Linked DNA regions of Conger conger: region 2 is linked to region 1. The links are chromatin contacts, called in public Hi-C maps. All regions are on one chromosome and are shown on one strand. The core of a region is the stretch at or near the end of the contact, and the rest is flanking DNA. Distances in the headings are between cores, read along the strand shown.

What was found. Hi-C and Micro-C count contacts between places; a contact is called where the count stands out from the background.
Region 2: a contact with region 1 is called in a Hi-C map of blood, with 8 times the contacts expected there. The contact joins the promoter of tbc1d22b here to the promoter of si:dkey-8e10.3 in region 1. A contact is called at or near these places in 2 of 2 Hi-C or Micro-C datasets (blood and gill).

The regions. Positions count from the first base shown.
Region 1 is chr10:38,338,517-38,341,756 of fConCon1.1, forward strand. si:dkey-8e10.3 (serine/threonine-protein kinase SBK1) reads right to left here and starts at 1,774. Exons shown (of 4, transcript XM_061258635.1): 1 at 1,678-1,774.
Region 2 is chr10:38,475,450-38,478,689 of fConCon1.1, forward strand. tbc1d22b (TBC1 domain family, member 22B) reads left to right here and starts at 1,676. Exons shown (of 12, transcript XM_061258023.1): 1 at 1,676-1,936. The coding sequence starts at 1,857.

The DNA.
Region 1 (3,240 bases), core at 524-3,023:
ATCAGTTATATAGCCAGTTACGACATCCCAGATGGTCAGGAGCGTTCCTGTGACTTTTATATTAGCGTTACGAAATGACATGTTGATGCCAATCAGCACAGGAATGTGTCAAATGCATTTTTAATTGTTAGAGGCTATAGTTAGTTTATATTTATTATGTTAGCATGACCTTTTTTAACAATGAATAAAGATAATACAATTATCAGCAACCTGAAGCCATTTGAGTGACATGGGCAGAATATAATTTAATGTGCTTTTATGAGTTAAATCTGCGATGTCTTTTATTTTGCGCCTATATTTCATTTTTTTGTAATTTTCCATTTCCCCACAGCCAATATGAAGACCGCAACAAACAGCCGTCTGAACCATTTGTAGCAATGTAACCAATTCGATTTCAAACAGATTTTAAAGCGATTAAAATCATTTATAGCAACCAAATATGATCTTAACTAATATTAACAAACATATACTGTAAGGTTTAGACTGTCGACTACTTTCTAAATATTATGAGCTAAAGTCTTATAATTTCCCCTCCAGGATTCAGTTATGAAAGCAGCAGAATTATTTTCATATACTGCCTGTCTTCCCCTCTCATAATGGATGTGATCTTTTCTGAAGGAAAAATCATGTCAAATCATATGTTTATCCACTTTACTCAAGTTCAACAAGTTGCTATAAATCATGCAGCAAATTTCTATTCTATATTTAACACTACTCTTATTTTTTACTGATCATTCAGATTGTACTTAATGAAAATATATTTATTTTTCTAAAAACAAATGTTTCTTTGCTTCAAGATGTAAAAATATAAATTACATTCACTGCTCTCCTCGCCCCCACACAGTGCATTCTCTCTGCTGCTTCTTCCTGCATTTACTCTACTATATTTTATACTCTATTTTTAATAGACTTTAGACATAATACAAACATTGTATGACATTGTTTATAATAATAATAATAATAATAATAATATTAGTAGTAATAATAATAATAATAATAATAATAATCATCATCATCATAATAATAATCATAATAATAATAATAATAATAGTTGTAATAATAATAATAATAATAATAATAATAATAATAATAATAATAATAATAATAATAATAATAATGGTAGGAATAAAAAATAAATTGAGGACATGCTTTTCTATCTTCACAGTAATTTATTTTTTGTCATTTTAGCATTTTAGCTATTTGTATAATAACACTTTCCAAAGTTTAATCATTTTTATGTAGTTATACCCTAATACCACATGTACTTTTCTTTTATTTAATTGCCTATATTTTATTTGCATTTAAATTCTTGAGATTATCTTAAAATTAATAGTTCACATCTTCCAATTGTATTAATGCATTTGTCATACAATAGTAATAGTCAATACAAAAATAGCTGACACTGATCCGTACTAATGCTTTTAAATAGCCATATTTCAACACTATGTAAATCATACAAATCAGAAAGGAGAGACATGTTCACAAGTGCGCACACTCACTCACACACATACACTGACACACATGTATATGTTTAAAAAAACACACACACACATATACACTAAACACATGTATATGTTTGCATATACACATACACACACACACATGCTGACATGCATGTATATGTTTACAGACACACACACACACACACACGAATATTGTCTCCAGTGTGCTCCTTACCGGCTCTGTGTGTCTGTGTGTCTATGTGTCTGCGTGTCCTTCCCTGGGTGTCGTCTCTGCTGTCTGGCTGGTCGGTGGATCCAAAGCCCGCTCAACAGCTGATAAATGTGTGGCTGGAGCAAAGGGCACACACAGCGCTTTATATGGGAAAAGCACCAACACTGCTCAGGGAAGATTAAACCCCAACGCATCTGACCAAAACTGACACCGCAAACATGGGAACACGCAAACGCAAACGCAAACGCAAACGCAAACTCCACCCCAACGTCCCACGCCCCCACCTACATATCATCCCAACTACTGTTTTTAAAACATATTCATGAAGAGCAACAATCAACACCTGTTTTATTTTTTTTATTTTTACCCTAAAACGCATGGATTTTGTTTGCAAAAAATTTATTAGAAATCTCCTCTTAACTCCTTCCATATGTTAGCAATGTGCAGAGCTGTGGCTGCACTGGAGCAGAGTAACTGAAAACTGCAATAACACACAATCAAAAGCGCGTAATGTTACAGTCATGCACGCTTGCGAGTGCCAGCATCCCCGGGCTCCAGTAATCAGACATAAATCTGACATGTGAGCTGTGTCTGAGGAGCAGGAATAATAAACAGGATGTGCTCGCTCAGAGCTGCTGCCTGTTTCCGCAGATTCCTGTCATTCTGCGTGCGTTTCTACGGTCATGCACTCAGTTACCCCGACAGCGACATTTACGAAACCACATTTATTCTTATACCAAAAAGTAATGCTGATTCGTAGACATCATATAATATATTTTTTTATAAAGCTATTTTCTCTTAGTATCTAAAGTTTTTTTTATAACTGGATTGATGTGATAACTGTGATAATTTTTTTAGACCTCATTATCACACAATATCATCTTTTGCTGATAAAGACTTCTTGCTACTTTTACCAGTTTCTCGACTGGATTTTATCACGTTTACACTTGCAGGTGGTGTGCAATTAGATAATGGATTTTATATATTTTTCAATATGTATTTTCCCTAAAATAACTTTGGAAATGCAAAGCAATTCCACGTATTCTGCAGTTGTGGTAAAGGAGAGAAATACCCTGTGCATATTATAGGTTTTGCAAACCAAATGCCCTGTCGAGCTCTGGCCCCAGAATGCAGTGTGAGATGAAGGAACAGATGTGGAGGCTGAGACTCTCACCACAGGAGTCCAGCCATGTTTACTCAGTCCTGGGGTGATGAAGACCCGGGGCAGGGTATTCTCCAAGACAAAGAACCCATTGCAAGCAGAGGCTTACATGTGAATACATGTTAATACATGTGAATTGCGCAGAAGTTGATCACAATGTACCTCCATGCCACTGAAAGGGATTCCACTGGATTTCACTGATTGCATTTTATGATTTTTTTTGACTGCAATGTTTTCATATCTTGACAGTACTTGCTGAAGTTTCCTGCAAATGAGTTACACAGTGCAGGAGTACACATTATGGAGTACGGGACTGTAACCTGAAATTAATCCTGTGCCCCTGACTGCAGAAGGCTTATCTAAGCACCCTGCACAGCCATGAATGCACTCAGGCAGAGGCATAA
Region 2 (3,240 bases), core at 426-2,925, 140 kb after region 1:
AATTGTCTAACTACTGCCTGGGCTACCTTTCATGTTCTTTTACAGTGGCTTCATAATGTATTCAGACCCCTTTTTTTTGCACAATTTATTAAATTGTAGATGTAACTTTAAATGGATAAAATTGTCATTTTTGCCCATCAATCTAACTAAATAACCCATAATGACAAAGTGAAAACATTTGTAGAAATTTTTGCACATTTATTAAAAATCTAAAACTTAAATGTATTATTCATATAAGTATTCAGGCCCTTAATTCAGTAGCACACCTGTATTTGGGCAGTTTATCCCATTCTTCCTAGCAGATCCTCTCAAGTTCCATCATATTGGATGGGACGCATCTATGAACTGCCATCTTCAGGTCTCTCCATAGAGGTTCTATGAGGTTTAAGTCTGAGGACAGTCAGAGGCTTGTCCCAAAGCCAGCGTTGTCTTGGCTGTATGCTTCGGGTCATTTGTGCTGAAAGGTGAACGTTCGCCACAGTCTGAGGTTGCGTGCACTCTGGAGCGGGTTTTCTTTCAAGGACCGCTCTGTATTTGGCTGCATTCATCCTTCCCTCAATTCTCACCAGTCTCCTGCCACTGAGAAGCATCCCCATAGCATGATACTGCCACCGCCATGCTTCACCGTAGGGATGGAATTAGCCAGGTGATGAGCGGTGCCTGGTGTTTGACAGACATTCTGCCCAAAGAGTTACATTTTTGGCTCATCAGACCAGAGAATATTTTTTCCTCATGCTATAAGAGTCCTTTAAATGTCTCAGGTTTAGTTTTATAAATATTTATTTGATACCCTTTCCCTGATCTATGCCTTGCCACAATTTTATTGTGGATGTCTACAGAAAGTTCCTTGGACTTCATGGCTTGGTTTTTGTCCTGACATGCAGTGTGAATTGTGGGACCATATATGCACAGGTGTATGCCTTTCTAAGCTATGACCAATAAATTCAATTTGTCACAGGTGGACTCCAATGCCTGTCCTAGACACATAATTAAAGCAAACAGGGTGGACCTGACCACAATTTGGAGTGTCACACCAAAGGGTCTGAATATTTATCTAAATTACAAATTTCAGTTTTAGATTTTTTATAAACTTGTATTAAAATATTGTTTTCACTTTGCCATTAATAGTTATTGAATGTAGATTGATGGGCAAAATTGGCAATTTTATCAATTTAAAATTACATCTATCACACAATGTGCAAAACGTGAAGGGGTCTCCTAGGATTCACGCAGTCTAGAGTTTACTCAGTATGGTGCAAAAACCAAAAAACTTCCACTGAGCGGCAATTATGCGGGCAGAAATGTGTTGTTAATGAGAGAGGTCAGAGGAGAAGGGCCAGTAACGCATATAACCACGCATTACAACAGTAGTATGCAGAAGAGCATATCTGAACACACAACGCATTAAAACTCTAAGTGGATTAGGTACAGCAGCAGAAGACTTAGCCTAAAAAAGAAAAAAAGAAAGTCAAACACCTAATAAAGTGCTCATTGAGTGTAACGTCACATTTCACCTGCCAAAACGGGATGCGACACCTGTGGATGTCTGGTGACGTCAATCAAATGACAATTCCCTCCCTAACTGTGGCAATCCCTGTTTCTATTGGTTATTCACTCTGCACCTGTCAAGTACATCCTCCAATGACAGTTCGACTTCAAAACACTCCAAGATGGCGGCTTCCATTCCTGTGTTTTACGCGCTCCATTATTTGAAATAAAATAACATTAATGACATTCAATACAGCTGCAATTGCGGGTCTGAAATGTAAATCAGAACCGTCATCTGTTACAGATTGTTTTTCAGTGTTTCCCCATGGTGAGCTCGTTAAAGAAATCGGACGCAGGGCTGGAGTGAAATGTATCCGGGCACTTCTCCGAGCATGGCCAACGATAATAAAATTCAGTTTTGGAGGAGAAACGCCAAGGTTCCTGGGAGGTATGTGTTTTTGCATTTGCCCTTGCCCCTTGAAGTGTACGACACGGAATTTACATGCTCTCCACAGAGCAGCCACTGCTTTATCAGTTGCAGCTGACACGGTTGTCAAATGATATTTCATGGTCAGCAGACTAGCTATTGTTGTAACACCTCAATGAACCTTGCTTTAACTAACTTTTTTCTGTCGTTGCGTTGTTTTAGCGGGTACAGCCAGTAACAACGCACCGTATTAGTTATAACTTAGACGTTAAGATGTGTAATGCTAGTAGTTGCTCTACTTGGACTCCTGCTCGATAGTGGATAATGAAGTCGTCGCCATATGTTTTTGTATATCGTCGTGTGTCGTAGTATCTCGCCGTCGTTTCCGTCATCGTAATAAACTTCGAGGTGTCTTTTGGTGCACGCCTCATGCCATCGTGTTTTTATCTTGTCAAAAGTTGTCTACAGCAAATGCGTCGTATGACTAAAACGTTGGATGATAGGCCAGATAAGAAAAGCTATGATCAGTGGTCTTGAACACAATTCAGCGCATTTTCAGACCTTTACCTGCCGTTCAACAGACTGCTACAAATCTTTGACCTGTCGGTATCAAGTTATAATATTCATAGGCAAGAAAACAACCACCGTGTACATGAACATGTACACGAAAAGCAAGTAAAAAGATGAATTCAATCAATATGAATTGATTTTAGTATAGCAGTTTTACTTTCATTTCATGTTATTCAGATAATGCATGATTGAGCAGTTTTCACTGTTTGCACTGCACCACAGTTATGATTTATGATGTACCATCCTCTGCTGTGATGCACAAATCACTGGTCCGATAATGGAAGTTCCCCTTCACTACAATTCTAGTGAATTTTACCATCTGATAAGAGTAAAAACAAGAAACTCTAGATAGGGGGCGAGTTACGGTATGTGTTCATTGTTCTGGCCCCTCTGTCATGGGCTGTGATGTCATCTGTGCTCTTCTGTTCCTCTCTGGAATCCAGGTTCTCTCTCTTTAGTCTAGTGATACTTTTATTGTCCTATTTAAGAGAAGTTACTTTGCCTGCCATTTCCCTAAAAACCAAAATAATAACAATAATAATACACTACACTACTTTTCGGTATGCCACCAGTGGGGCGTGGGTTCCGCCTCTATTATCACGTTCCTCCCGAGATTTTATTCCCATTGGGCAGTTTCTTCTCGTCACCATTTGAGGGTTTTTGTCCCGACTGGGGAGTTTTATTTTTTATTGTTTTTATTGTTTTGTTTTTACCTTGTGTGCCTGCTATTTGGTGGTTCAGGCCTGATTTGCCCT